Regions from separate parts of the Mus musculus genome. Here region 2 is linked to region 1. Evidence: chromatin contacts called from public Hi-C data. All regions are on one chromosome and are shown on one strand. Each heading gives the region's core, a stretch centred on a gene start, on an enhancer-like site or on the middle of the called end of the contact. The rest is flanking DNA. Distances are from core to core; before and after follow the strand shown. Region 1 has its middle 10 kb from the start of Gm25487. Region 2 overlaps Jade1 (jade family PHD finger 1).

What was found. Hi-C and Micro-C count contacts between places; a contact is called where the count stands out from the background.
Region 2: a contact with region 1 is called in a Hi-C map of the N1E-115 cell line, with 5 times the contacts expected there. The contact joins two enhancer-like sites. A contact is called at or near these places in 3 of 39 promoter capture datasets (embryonic stem cells and liver), 2 of 484 Hi-C or Micro-C datasets (the AtT-20 cell line and the N1E-115 cell line), 3 of 115 datasets of contacts at active chromatin or transcription factors (double positive thymocytes, embryonic stem cells and extraembryonic endoderm stem cells) and 3 of 9 other capture datasets (adipose tissue, liver and pancreatic islet).

Annotation. Positions count from the first base shown.
Region 1 is chr3:41,450,236-41,453,272 of GRCm38.p6, reverse strand. No RefSeq gene overlaps it. Among named protein-coding and RNA genes, the nearest start is that of Gm25487, 10 kb to the right of the region's middle. Within about 2 kb of position 1,617, at least 28 of the 459 cell types and tissues checked have an H3K27ac peak or open chromatin away from gene starts, as enhancers often do. A contact at or near this core is called in the AtT-20 cell line, the N1E-115 cell line and pancreatic islet, where this site is marked.
Region 2 is chr3:41,604,640-41,607,676 of GRCm38.p6, reverse strand. It overlaps Jade1 (jade family PHD finger 1), which reads right to left. Exons shown (of 11, transcript NM_001130184.1): 9 at 2,686-3,037. Among named protein-coding and RNA genes, the nearest start is that of Jade1, 50 kb to the right of the region's middle. Within about 2 kb of position 1,501, at least 78 of the 459 cell types and tissues checked have an H3K27ac peak or open chromatin away from gene starts, as enhancers often do. A contact at or near this core is called in the AtT-20 cell line, the N1E-115 cell line and pancreatic islet, where this site is marked.

The DNA.
Region 1 (3,037 bases), core at 368-2,867:
TTGCTTACTGAGCTTTGGAATTTCAGATGAGCATGTCTTTGGGCTCCAGGGACAAGAATTAAGGTTTAAAATGTAGCTCTTAGCCATTGAGGTCTGTTTAGGGTTTTGTTTGCCTTCTGAGAATACTCAACAGAGAAGCTGTGGTACAGATAGGGAGGCCTTTATTTTTTCTCCTTAAAAGCATTTTCTTTTACCACTTGGTAAAACTCATTCATATAATCCTTGATTATGTTAGGTATGGTGGCCAGAAATGTATTACCTGGCCCACATTACAACAGGTTTTGGTGATATTTTGGCATTCCTTTCCCCTTTATTGTTCAGCCAGCTGTCTGGTTTGCCTGTCTCTTAACCCAGAACTCCAGTGAGTAATTGTTACTTGCCGGCCACCTTGCTACACAGGAGGTTTCTCAATCGAGCGTTACTGATTATGGGTATAGAGAAATCCATCTTGTGCTGGAAAGAAAAATAAACTGGACTTACAGGAAGAACTCCAAGGCTTGGGAATGTGGCTCAAGGGTAGAGGGCTTGTGTATCAAGCACACAGCTCCAGGCTGGATCTTCAGCCCTGCAAAAAAAAAAAAAAAAAAAATGGAGGTGGTGATGGTGACCCCGAGGTGGAGTTAGGGAGCAGAAGATAAAGGTTGTTTTCAGGTACATAGTGTGTTTGGGGCCAGGAGGCCGGCCAGCTTGGGATACAGGGGACCTGAGGCATGGGGTGTTTGGGTGGGTGTGGGGGGAAGGGCAGAGGTGAAAGGAAAGAGCAGGAGGGAGGAGGGGGGAGGGACAGAGAGAGAAAGAAAGGCCATAGAGTTAAATGTAGAGTCTATCTTGCTTTACTTTAGTGGTCCTGAAGGCTGGAGAGACAATGGCTCATAATATAAAAGGTAGCAAGGGCTGTGGAGATATTTGAAGATAAATCAGAGGTTGGATTTCTAGTACCACATACAAGAAGTTTAACTCATGAACGAAGACATTGGTTTTAAAGTATTAGAGGAACTAGGAACTGTAAGTCCTTTCAAGGTTGTACTGTATTGTGTAAGGTTTCCATGGGAACATTTAGTTTATAGGAGGGTGTGTCCTGTTTGACTTTGGGCTTAGTTAGGGCTCAGGAACAGAAAGACCTGTGCTAACTTTCAGGTTTCTTTTTGGTGGAAAGGAAGCTTTAAAAAAAAAAAAAAGGAAAAAAAAAAGGTAGCTTTAATGGTCTGCAAAAATTGTGTTTTTATTTTTCAGTCCATATAAATCCTAGTTCCTCAAATGTTTTAAAGCCAATGTCTTCATTCATGAGTTAAACTTCTTGTATGTGGAGCTAGGATAGAACCCCGTTCTTCACGTGCTAGCCAGGTACCCTCCAATGAGCTGTGCTCCTTGCCCAATTTATTAAACCTCTGCCTCTTTCTGCATTTCTCTGAAATTATCCTTTTAACTTTTGAAAAGTGAAGCAGTTAGTTGTCCAAATGGCTAAAATAATTAATGTATTGATTGTTTGGAGTGTGGACTCCGACACTCAGTATCTGCGGTCCGACTAGCTCCAGGGTGCCTGGTTTCTATAAAGATGCCATCTAAACAGACATACAAGATGAGAGCAACTAAGACAAGAGGAGTTAAAAAACGAGTCTGGGGTGGGGAGATGGCTCAGTGTGTGAGAGTGCTTGCTTTGCAAGCAAGAGGACCTGAGTTCAAATCCCCAACACCCACATTAAAAATATGGGCCTTCAGTGCTGGGGAGGCTAAAGAATGGGTAAACCAGAAATCATTGGACCTTGCTGAATGTCAGCCTAGCTCCAGGTTAAGTGAGAGGTCCTGTTTCTAGGGAATAAGTCAGATAGTGACAGAGAACACCTGTCATTTGGCTTGTATGTGCCTTCACACATACATGTGTATATGATAAAATCAATTTTTTTAATGTTAGATGAGTTAGCAATACAATTAAAGAACAAAGACTCAGAGGGCATGTGTTGTGAAAATTTTATCTTTGGTTTCCTCCAATGTGACAAAGTGTAACATTGAAGAAACAGGGAAATCATTAGAATCTTTGACACTCAGAGTTTTGTTTTCTTTTTTCCTTTCTTTTTCTTTTGGTTCTATTTTGAGACAGAGTTTCACTGTATAACCCTGGCTGTCTGGAACTCAATCTGTAGACCAGGCTGAATTTGAACTCAGAGATCCACCCGCCTCTGCCTCCTGAGGGCTGGGATTAAAGGGGAAGTGTCAGCTTCTTTATCTATAAAGTGGGGACACAAGCTTCCTAGTTTCAAGATAGCTAGCTGCACTTGGCTTTGAACATTCATTGGCTCAGTGTGTAGCCTTATCTTGTCAACTTACACAGAGTGAGGCTAAGTCCTGCTGTTAGAAGCTGTAGGGAAACAAGACTTCTGGCTCACTGTAAGGAAAAGCAGGAGAAGTAAGATGATGAAAGTGCTGTGAAAGTGCTGAGCTCTGGGGCCACTCTGGGAGGTCTGCTGACATCTTCAGGTGAAATCTGATCCTGGCGCTATTGGTACTGTGCCCATGACAATGTGTTGACAGATGGAAAGTGACCATCATGGTAGAATTTACATTGCAGAAAGTGGCAAGTGCTACAGGTTAGGGTGGAGACACCAAGAGTCTCTTTTGACTGCTGGGTCCAGGCCCTAGCGAGTCCACATTTTTCTTTCAAATCAGCTGTATCAATCTAAAGATCATAAAATGAGTGGTTACACATGAGTTCAGGACTGCTGTGCAGGTCTGGATTTGAATCACTGGCCAAGTGGGAATTGTGTTCTCATGTCCTCCTGTTGTGCCCAATGCCTGGGTTACAGGAACCTTAGTTTTATGATAGAATAATGGGGCGCTCTCTGTAAGGTGAACAATGGGATCTGTCTCTGTTCTCTGCCTGGAGAGAGATGAGAGCTAATCCAGTGTGCCCATCTTTTTATTTGTCTGTTCATCCACTGGCAAGATCAAATCAATTAGGAAAACATTTTATACCTACTAGAAAGCAAACAGTCCTTTGGGAACTGGGATATCCAGTTCTTTGTCTCCTCGCTAACCTGGA
Region 2 (3,037 bases), core at 252-2,751, 150 kb before region 1:
ACCTTGCAGTGGGTTTCCTGAGCCCTACGCAGTGCCTGCCACATTGAAGCCTCGCGTGCACTTTTGTTTAGTCAACAACTGAGGTCGCACTGAGTTTTCAAAAAGTTATGTTCCACTGAGTGACAAATGCACAGGACTGTCCCCCAGGACTTGGAGCCTTTCCATACCAACTACAGCAAGTGCAGGATGTCTTTATCCAAGCTAGTAGTTCAGGGAGGTAGTCAGGAATCCCAGAGTAAGATGACTGCCTCCGGAAGCTGGAAGTTACACTCGCCACATTACCAACCATCTCATTTAGAGCCTCCTGATACCTATTCCTGTCACGTAGCTTTCTGGTCCAGAACTGGTACCCAGGTGTGCAAGGCCCCCGAGGTGTTAATTTGCCAGAAAGAACAATTAACGTAATCACTGAGTCACGTGCATGTGCTGAGTGCCACTCACTTGTTCAGGAATGACCACATGCCTCCGGTCCAGTCGCCTACATCGACTGGCTCAAGTGCCTACCATGTGCTGATAGTTCATAAAAATAGACAGACCACTAACTTACTGAGAAGACAAGTTAATTGTACCTTTGGACTTTTTCTTTTGTCATGGCTGCCCTGATAAGGCCTTGGTCTGATACACTTTTTTATAATTGCAGAGCACTGTACAACTCTCCAGGGCCTGCCATAGACTTCAGCTTTCAGACAGTCCTCATGGCAGGGGGAAAACATAACATGTCATTATAAATACGCCCCTTTTAAACTGACACTGACTGCATTAAAACCGTAGACTCTTTAATACTGAATGTTGAGTAATGCCACACACACACACACATACACAGGCACTGGTGCACACAAATCCTGATTTATTCCCTTATGCACCACAGGCATTATTCTACTTAAACGCAAAATGACGACTCCAAAAAAAGTTGAGAATTTAATTAGAAGTATATGTTAGTCTCAGTAACTTAAATACAGAAAAAGAGTTAATACACCCAAGCATTTTCTACACTTTTATTCTGTGGTGATTGTTAAACAAACACAGTCAAAACATGAGACTTCTCGCCTCCCCTCCCAACGGCTATCTGACTCCATGCACCCCAATTACAGCAGTTGTTGGGTTAGGATGTAGCTTCTCAACAAAATACCCATTAACCCTGAATCCCTTTCTCAAGAACACACCACAAGTGCATGTGGTTCTTCGAACTGACCACCAGGGGTTGTGTGGGAGCCTAACCAACCTGCTCCCACCTCCCCTTAGCCTAACTAGCACCCACCACCTTACCCGGAATCCTAACAAGGTCTAGAAAAGGACATCTCAAGAAGTCAGCATTAGATGATGAACTAAAAGGGCCTCTAATGAGCACTTAGAAATACGTGCATGACCATCTCCAACACGGTGGTGCAAGCCTCTGTGAGAACTGATCCTTTTGGCCAAGTACATTTGCACTCTCCTGCCTACGCTCTCATCTCAAATCACCTATGAGTCAGATCCTGTTGCCAAGCAGGTGATGAATCACTCCTCTCTAATAAGTGAGGAGCTGGAGGGAGATACGCATTAGCTGTTTCAGGCCACTTGGGTGCCTTTCGGCACAGGCTGCTTCAGGCCAGACAACTTGCATACCATCTCTGCCACACTAATGAATTTAATAGGTATCTAGCAGTCAGGGGAGTAGGTATGGAAGGTGCTCAAGACGCATCCCCAATTAGCAAGCCTTGGTCAAAAACCACCTACGGGAGTGGGAGACCCTGGGGAGGACAGTCCACTCCTAATTATTCCTGCAGCAGGAAAAAAGGTCCAGCCGGGGACTCCAGAGGTAATGGAGAGTGGGGGAGGCACCAAGCAGCAAACAGCTGAGGGGAGTGCCAGCAGCTGAGGCTCCAGGCAGCCAACAGCCACTTAATCAGCAACCCAGGAGTGTGATAAACACGTGTGTGTCTATGTATGCAGTGTACTGAGATTGCTAAGGGCTCCACAGACATACCCAATGCCCTGTGCACCAGGAATCACACCACACGCAGACATCACCCAGAGAGGGATGCGCGCCACACACAATCGTACTCTGTATGTGCACAACCTCTGTGATGACTTAGCACCTCACTGCCAAGACTGTCTTCTGTAATAGGTGTATATAAGTCCATGCACACACATGAGCACCTGCAGCCTGTTCTTCTCCACAACAGAGCTGGGAATGCCCCTGTGGATTAGCCTAGAAGCAAAGATGAGCCAATGGGAGGCAGTGCTTGGCTCTCTCTAACGAGCCCTTCATCAGCACCTAGGAAATGTCTCCCCAGGTTAAACAAGGAATATTCCTGCCGCTGCCCCATCCCCCATAACTCAGATACATCCCAGTTCTCAAAACCAGGCTCTAAACTGCTGAGTTAAGCCCTTGGTCATGTTCCTGGTGCTCCATTCCCTCCAGCTCTATAAGGACAAGGGAATAGGGGATGAAGATACACCCCATCTGATCTTGGAGAACAGTAAAGATTAACAGGAGAAATAATCACAAAGCAACTCCCACACTGGCAGTCTTGCACAATGCAGTGAGTTTACCAGCCCATAAATATGTTTAACCAACATGACCTCATGCTGTAGTGTGTACAAGGATCTGAGAGTAATGACTGGCTATCATCTCTAGGCAAGTGCCCGCCTCTTTACATCTTCTTCTCTAAGTCATTATAAGGTGTCGGTGTCAATCATTACCCTCTCCAGGTCCTGCCGCAGGTGCGTGAACAGCTGCAGCCTCCTAAACAAGACATCCTGCTCCCGCTTGGCTAGATTGTCCTCTTCGTCTTTCTTTGGGGTGATGAGGGGCTTGTTGAAGTTGATCTTCCTCTTCAACTTCCAGTACTGGTACAGGAAATCCACCACTTCCTCAGGCAGCCGCAGCGCCCTGGCCACATCCAGCAGGTTGACAAAGGTGTAGAACTCATCCTCCAGCTGCTGTAGCTTCTGCTTGCGAACACTCACCCGGTGGGCCTCCTCTCGATTCGGCTCCAGACTACCATAGGGCTCCAGAGGGCTCTGGGGAGAACTCTCAGGGGCCCCATTCTCC